2 separate regions of the Mus musculus genome follow, and region 1 is linked to region 2. The links are chromatin contacts, called in public Hi-C maps. All regions are on one chromosome and are shown on one strand. The core of a region is the stretch at or near the end of the contact, and the rest is flanking DNA. Distances in the headings are between cores, read along the strand shown. Region 1 has its middle 45 kb from the start of Ahi1. Region 2 has its middle 100 kb from the start of Gm33510.

Region 1 (3,830 bases), core at 164-2,663, 170 kb after region 2:
TGACTCTGGCCCTCAAATTGAGTCTCACCTCCACCACCACCACCACCATTACCACCACCACCACCACTATCACCACCACCACCACCACTATCACCACCACCACCACCACCACCACCACCACCACCACCACCACCACCACTATCACCAGCACCAGCACCAGCACCCCTCCCTGCTTGTCTTCTCAGATCTCTCTCAGTACCTTTGGCCCACATCTGTCTTCTGAGAAGTAGATCTCAAGATGGGTTTGGTTCTACAAACGTTTCATTAGCGGAAATTACTGAAAGATCAAGAGACTGTTCCGGAGTTAGGCATGAAGTTCCCTCCGACTGTGAAGCAGATGAGATATCCCTCCCACAGAAGGAGTGAGCAGGAATTCTCAAGACAACAAGACAGTTATGAAAACAGTTTTTGGCCCAGGCTAATGGAAACTTTCACAGTAAAGCCTGCTTGTTGATATTGCAGCAAGAATGGACCCTAACACCCTACGAAACCCAGCCATGGGCTGGAAGCAACACCAGCATACACATACTGGGGGCCTACATTAAGAGCAGCAACTGGTAGCAATCACTCCTTGCTGCAGCAGGCTCCCTCAAAGGAGCCTCAAACAACGCTCCCCCTGTGTGAGCACATTAGAATGAAAGGCTACCCTAAGTCTGTCCTATGGGATGTCTCAGAATAAATTAATAATGGGCATACAGAAAAAATAAAAAGCCCTACAAGAAAGAAAGATGATCCTAATTCACTGTGGCTCAGTGCTGGATTATGTTTGAATAATCATAACAAACATGGAATTTAACCAAGAAAAGGCACCAAAACAGTTTCATCAAAACCTTCATCAGAAGGAAAGAAGGAGAAAAAATGTGGATAGAGAAATATAAAGTAATGAGAGCTTCAAGGTAGGGAAAATTAAGAAATAATGGTATACGCAGACGAGATTCAAACATCAAAGTAAATAATACACATAATGTAATGACTAAAGTGCTTTTCTAAAGCAGGGATCTATGGTATTTGTTTCTTAATTCTATCAATGTTTACCTTTAAATAAGATGTTAATTAAAACTAAACTAAACAGGCTGTTTAATACCTAATCATAAAGACAAATGAAGGGTAGTAATTTCATATAGTTCTGTTACTATGCTAACGGGGAGTGCACTGTACTTATGTGCTACCTTGTGCTCACAGCCCATAAAGATCATGCCTTCAGTCTCACTTCACAGGTCGCTACAAGTGTTACAGTGTGCAGAATTAAAACTACCATCTACTGTGTTATTAAAAGATTATAAAAGGAGTGTTTTCAGGTCAGACAGTGGGGAGTTTTCTGGGGCTTTTAGGTTGTTTTCTGATAATACACACTTGGCTTGAGTTCACATGTGTCAGCTGCTATCAGCTGCCCATGTGCGTCATCGAGTGAGCTTTGCGGTATTATCTGCAGCCAAAGGAAACACGGGGGAAATCATCACAGCAGCGCCACACAGTTCTAATCAGCTCGAGAGAAAAACCACCCTCCCACTGGTATTTTCACACAGACCCTTAACAGCAAGCACACTGCACCACTGCAATAAAAAGAAAATGTGCAAAACTAAAAATTGATATGGCTTCTGATAGTTTCAAAGACAGCCTTAAAAAACAAAATTTGTATCAAGTTGGTCATTCTTGGCAATCGTCCAGTTCTAAGGCATGCATTGACCCCTGACACAAGGTACGTTTTTCACAGATATATTCCCACCATCTTACCCTACTTCTCTAACATTTTGTTCAGGGAAACACTCACCTTTCTATAGGTATGATTAAAGCACACACACACCACATACACAGCACATGCACAGAGACACACAAAGCACAGACACGTACACACACACATACACAATATACACCCAATATACACATACATAGCGTGCGCGCACCCCCCTCCCCCCCACACACACACATAATCATCATCATCATCATCAAATGGTCAAATGTAACATAATAAATTATTCTACAGTACAAGGTGCTAAAGAGGGCCAATGTCTTTTCTTATATCCAGTATTCCTGGCTCCAAGTTTTCACCCATCTAAGTCTGAAGGCAGCTGGTCAGAATCCACACTTGGTACCCCTCCCGTAACTCTTAATCCCTTTAAAGCATTGTCCACGGGAAATTGGGTGGGAGCTGCTCTCATTCATTGTGGTTGTCGTACTGCTGCACCTCATTTGGGACTACATTTTATCTGCCTCTGTCATTGAGAAATGTTGATGCGATGCCTTTTAGAGATTATACAAGTTTCTTTCTGTTTCTGGTTCCCTCCTCAGGACAGATCTCACCTCAGCTACAAGAACCCAGAAGTTCATCCACAGGTTCAGCTCCCACTACTCTACCTTCATCCAGTCTTCCACAGGAAAACACAGCTCCTGGTTTCCTCTGTTCTTTTTCTGTCCTTTCTCTCTTTCTTCCTTTCTCTCCCTATTTCTTCCTTCCTTCCTTCCTTCCTTCCTTCCTTCCTTTCTTTCTTTCTTTCTTTCTTTCTTTCTTTCTTTCTTTCTCTCTCTCTCTCTCTCTCTCTCTCTCTCTCTTTCTTTCTGTGTGTGTGTGCTCACATGCACACACACGTAAACACTTGTGAATTTTTTATTTACTTATTTATTTATCCACATCCCAAAACTGCCCCCCCTTTCCCCTCAGAGAGTCCCTCCCCCTCTCTTCTCCTCTGAGAGAGCTGAGAAAGTGTCCTTCCCACCCTCGGTATCCCCCCACCCTCATGCATCTAGTGTCTTCAGGATTAGGCGCATCCTCTCTGTACTGAGTGCTTCACTAAGTAAGAGAGCTGAGATGTGGATGTACTGCACCACCAGTACCTCACCGCCTTGCCTCAGTTACGCAAGTGCTTTTGGTTACTTGTCCAAATCTTCCTAAGGCAGTGAAGAGTGAGTGTATGATGCTAGCGCTCATGACTAAGATGATTACAGTAATCCCTCACTTGCCACGGGGAGCTGTGCTCTTGAGTCCTGGGATTGGCAGAATACTTGGTTGGCAAAACATTTTCATGGAGAAGAAAAGGTTTTCAGGAAGTGAAATGCAAAGGCTAGACATACACGACTCCCAGAAGCCAAGTGAATAAAAATCCGAGAGATGACTAGTTCCATCCGTGCGAAGCGTGCCCATCACTGAAAGCCTGTTCTGGTAGGAAATCCCTTCTCAGAGTTCTTTCAGACTCGCTCCTGCTGGCCTATGATCTGCTGAGGCAAAGCTGCTCACAAGCCTCTTGAACTGGTGTTTAGACTAAGAGCCATTTCCTCCTCTGCTGCCGGGGTAGCAATGTTCTGCTTCTGCAACTTTTCCACATTCTATGAAAGGCTCTTGAGGAATAACTACAGTATCATGGCATGCCTGTATAATACTTATGGTAACAAGTCAATACAAGCAGTCATGTTGAGGCTTTAAAGTAAGGTGACATCACAGTAGTTTTACACTTAATAGTACTGTATGTGTTAGCCGCCCCACAGTGCTTGAAGAATCAGAAATATCCTTGCTTATATGAGTCAAACACACCCTGATACTAAGCTTTCATCAAGGATGACAATAATTCCATGTGTATTATTAGTGTTCCTTCACCCTCTTTTACAAAACACTGTATCTTTTTATTAATTATTAATGTGATGAAATATTGGGCTGCAGAGATGGCTCATTAGTTAACAGTATATACCATTCTTGCAGAGGACCTAAATTTGGTTCACAATAACCACATAAGGCTATTCACAACCACCTCTAACTCCAACTCCAAGGGGTCACTTTTCTGAACTTTGCTAGGACTTACACTCATATGTACATATATTCAAACACAGACATATGCATA
Region 2 (4,188 bases), core at 339-2,838:
AGGAGCAGCCATCCCTAAGGTTCTTTTTTTTTCCTGAGGCTAAAATATTTTAAATAAATGAATAACATTTTGAGAAACTTTGATAACAAAGCTTGGTAGACATGCAGGCTCTGGTTAACACCAGAAATAGAGAGAGGTTGGTGTTTATTGGCTTTCTTCTCACTTGGAATTGAGGGATAATCAGGACCACTGAGTTTGGAAGAATGGTGTCCTCTTGGCTACTTGCTCAGTCCTGCTCTAGATTAGTATAGACATGTAAACATGAAGGATGAGTGCACACTCTTAAGCATGTTTTGATGGTCTGTCAAGGGAGGAGGATGCTGTCAGAGACTTTAGGCTTCCAAGTTATTTCTTATTGCAGGAGAGAGGCAGTCAGCTAAACCCACACAGCTTCTGGGGGTATTTCTACCTTGGTTCTTTCTCTGCTCTGTTCCCAAGGCCAGCACAGAGAACGGAGGAGTGAGATGCCTTGCTCCTTTCCTTCCCAGCAGGCTGCGCAGTTCCTGCTGGTGAGGTGGCTCTTCTCAAAAGCTTATCACAAAGTGAGCACACAGTCTACAACTGTTACCCTCTGGGTTCTAGGTCACCGGTCACTCAGATAATGGGGGTAGGAAAGGCCTCCCAAAAGAAACAGTTCTTAGTCTGTGCCTGGGGACCAAACAAAGTAGAAAGAAAATTAGTTCCAGACCTTTAGAGGGCCACCAGTTCAGAAGGCAATGTGCCAAGTTTCTAATTGTCGGGGTCCTGTCGACCTTTAAGGGTGCCCACAAGGAAGACATTGTTCTAAATCAGACCTAGCACCAGAAAAGAGAGTACAGGGCAGAGCGGTGCCTGTGGGCAGACTTTCTCCACTGTCTAAATTGCTGTTTCTTCCTTGGTTTGGGATCCTCTCAGTCCTGTCAAGCAGAAGTCGTCACCTCTTATGAAATGCGTAATTCCCAGCGACATTGCACTATATTTTCCCTACCAGTGGGAATCATTGCAGGAGCACTATTTAAGAGAGGACTAGGAAGATGGCTCAGCAGATAAGGTGGCTTGTTTTCTAAGCACAGGGACCTGAGTTTGATCCCTAGAATCAAGTTTTTAAAAAAAGAAAAAGAAACACCAGCGCCCCCCCCCCACCCAGTGTATTGGCCCACTTGCCTTTAATCCTAGTGCTTGAGAAGGAGGGGTGGGGGTGGGGAGTGGGGTGAAGTTAGGTGGGTCCCTGGTGCTCTCTGTCCCTAAGTAAGTTACTTGGTGAGGTTCAGGCCATTGAGAGATGGAGTCTCAAAAAAAGTGGATGGCACCGTGCATGCATACACACCGAGGGATACGAGCATTCACAAATCTAGGGAGAGACAGGGAGAGAGTTTAAACATTCAACGATCTGTTCTTAACTTCATTTTCTTTCAAGAAGCATGGATTCTGCAATCACAGGGGGAAAAAAAAGGAGAGTATAGAAGGAACGACTTAACTTTGCCATGTCACATAAAACCATTATTATGAGTCTAAGAATATTAAATATAATGCTTGTGGTTTGTTGAGTGCTGAGGGCAGTGATACAGCTGAATTGAGGATTTCCTGTGCTGTCTGGGACTGAGAATAAGGGCTCGTATTGTAGCCTTCTTTCCCTCATTTTCCCCTCCCCCAAAGCCCAACATGTCACTCAAACAAAATTAGTGTAATTAGGAAGTGACTAAAGGCAGTGAGGCCTTCCTGTCAGTTTTTTTCTAATGAGACTTAAGTGCCACCACAAAGCAAGCAGGTTTATCTGGTCACTGGAATTAATTGAGTGTTTTCGTTGCGGCTCTAAGGAACTTAAGTAATTGGAGACTCAGAGGGTTCTTCCGAGCAGGAGCATGGGCTTTACTTAAGAACCATCCATGTTTCCTCCCAAGCCTGGAGAAGAGGTGATTCCCAAAAATGCCTTTTGTTCCTCTCCTGACACGTGATCGTGATCTAGCCGTATTTCTCAACACAAAGCACCTGTCTCCTCCTTCAGTGCGCAGGAGTTGGCCATTGGTGCTCCTCAGCAGGGCAGCCTGCTGGGCCCTAGGAGGCTTCCCTCCCCTAAGTGCAGGACAGCCTCAAATGAGCAGGTCGCTAGGGAAAGGTCAGAGGCATCAACCAACCACAGTGTCAAACCCAGTCAGTCCCACAGTGACAGGCACACCAAACAACCTAGCTTCTGTGTTTGAATTCAATTTAAAAGCATTTTTAAAATTGTTTTTAAAAAAAAAAACAGTAAAGCATGTTTTCAAGTTGTTCTCCCCTCTTGGATTCAGTTTACATAAAGTACCTGTGCAGCTCTTTGGAAAATGGCTGTTATTATTATTTTTTTAAAACGTTACTCAGACAGTGTTCTTTTCTCAAGTCATCAACATTAAGCTTCTTTTCAAAACTTAAAATTCTCTCTCTCTTCTCTCTCCCTCTCTCATCCCCTCTCTGTTTTTCTCTCTTACTCTTAATAGATTTACTTCCTTGAAATATGGAGACATGGAAACAGTGGGGTGTATCTTCCAAACCTTGTGTGGCTAGCACTAATGCTAAAATAGTGTGTAAGGCAAGCTAGCCAGTTCACGAATATTTCCAATCTGTGGTGCCCACTGGCTCTTTCTCATTCATAAGAAATGGCCTTGAGGTCTTTGGAGGACAAATCAACAAGTAGGATTTGCACTCTTGCTTTTTGCAGGTCTTGAACTAAGTGTTCAGTCTAAGCTCCTTGTACCTATGACGGATTGCCCTGGCCAATGTAAGAAGAGGGAACTGGAGGCTGGGGGGTAAGAGGCTGTGAAGCTCTCACACATCACCCCAAACCCAAGCATGGATGGACACAAAGCTTGGACATCAGTCTCTGGCGGTGGCTCTTGTCTCATGCAGGAAGGAAGAGAGAGAAAACCGCCATGGCCATTGTGATGGTTTGTATATGCTTGCCTAGGGAGTGGCACTATTAGGAGGTGTGGCCTTGTTGGAGTAGGTGTGTCACTGTGGGCCTGGGCTTAAGACCCTTACCCTAGCTGCCTGGAAGTCAGTCTTCCACTAGCAGCCTTCAGATGAAGATGTAAAATTCAGCTCCTCCTGTACCATGCCTGCCTGGATGCTTCCATGTTCCTGCCTTGATGATACTGGACTGAACCTCTGAACCTGTAAGCCAGCCCCAATTAAATGCTGTCTTTTATAAGACTTGCCTTGGTCAAGGTGTCTGTTCACATCAGTAAAACCCTAACTAACATAGCCATTCTGTATGCATTTGCTACAGAAGGTCCCCTCTGAGAGGACTAAGCTAAATGCTGTGCTTGGTCACCAGAGCGCTCTGGCCCAGTCCCGCTGGAACATTGTAGATCTGCTGTAACCTATTCTCATGTAACCTGGGTGCTGAAATCCTTCCTGCTTTTCCTTGTACTTCAAAGTTTCACCCAGGCAACATCTAAATAGACCCAACCGAGAAGGTTGCAGAGTGTGCTCTTTCCTGCATCTGATTGTTTCAGTCTACTGCTCCACAATCTTTATAATCATCTCTAAGTCTTACATCATAACGTGAATGGCTAATCTTAGGCTACTTCCCTGATAAACTAGCATGCATCCTGCTTGATCTTTCAGAGAAAGAGAAGTAGGTCAGCTCTGTTATGCTTCTGACCCAAGGTAGCTTAATAGAGATTTAAATCTGCCTTTTTTTTTTTTTTAAAGGCTGTTGATTATGGCTGTCTTCTTTAGCTCTGTATATACAACAAGAGTTCCCTGTGTTGCTGTTCAATGAGAATTCCATAAAGACTTGTTGCATGAATGAATGAGAATGTAGCAGGTAGCAGGTAAGCTACTGGTATGATGTCATGTTCTAGAAACATGACCAGAGAATTTTGTGAATAGATATGTATGAATAACTGTGCAAATTTCATTTTTCTCCTCAGAAGATGAAGAATTGTCAGTTATGCCATTTTAATTTTCTAAAACAGATCAGGACAAGAACAATTTCTATACTTTGATGGAGCTGTACAAAAGATAGCCTTTGCTATTGGGGTACATATTCTCATTTGCTTTTATACAATTCCATCTTCATGTGTTTCTTCATGCTGTCAGTCATGGTACATTTTCCTGAAAACAAAACACATCCCAAGGTGTAGTCACTGAAATTCTGGAGGGCTCTCAAGAGGCATCCTGAACTCCTGGTGTGTGGATGGCTTCACAGCTCTTACACAGCTTCCAAGT

Evidence for each region. Hi-C and Micro-C count contacts between places; a contact is called where the count stands out from the background.
Region 1: a contact with region 2 is called in a Hi-C map of group 2 innate lymphoid cells, with 3 times the contacts expected there. The contact joins two enhancer-like sites. A contact is called at or near these places in 11 of 39 promoter capture datasets (the C10 cell line, the HPC-7 cell line, HPC-7-derived erythroid cells and 7 more), 11 of 484 Hi-C or Micro-C datasets (adipose-derived mesenchymal stem cells, cerebral cortex, embryonic fibroblasts and 8 more), 2 of 115 datasets of contacts at active chromatin or transcription factors (astrocytes and heart atrium) and 3 of 9 other capture datasets (adipose tissue, liver and macrophages).

Annotation. Positions count from the first base shown.
Region 1 is chr10:20,905,823-20,909,652 of GRCm38.p6, forward strand. No RefSeq gene overlaps it. Among named protein-coding and RNA genes, the nearest start is that of Ahi1, 45 kb to the right of the region's middle. Within about 2 kb of position 1,414, at least 54 of the 459 cell types and tissues checked have an H3K27ac peak or open chromatin away from gene starts, as enhancers often do. A contact at or near this core is called in group 2 innate lymphoid cells and pre-megakaryocyte-erythroid progenitors, where this site is marked.
Region 2 is chr10:20,735,718-20,739,905 of GRCm38.p6, forward strand. No RefSeq gene overlaps it. Among named protein-coding and RNA genes, the nearest start is that of Gm33510, 100 kb to the right of the region's middle. Within about 2 kb of position 1,589, at least 38 of the 459 cell types and tissues checked have an H3K27ac peak or open chromatin away from gene starts, as enhancers often do. A contact at or near this core is called in group 2 innate lymphoid cells and pre-megakaryocyte-erythroid progenitors, where this site is marked.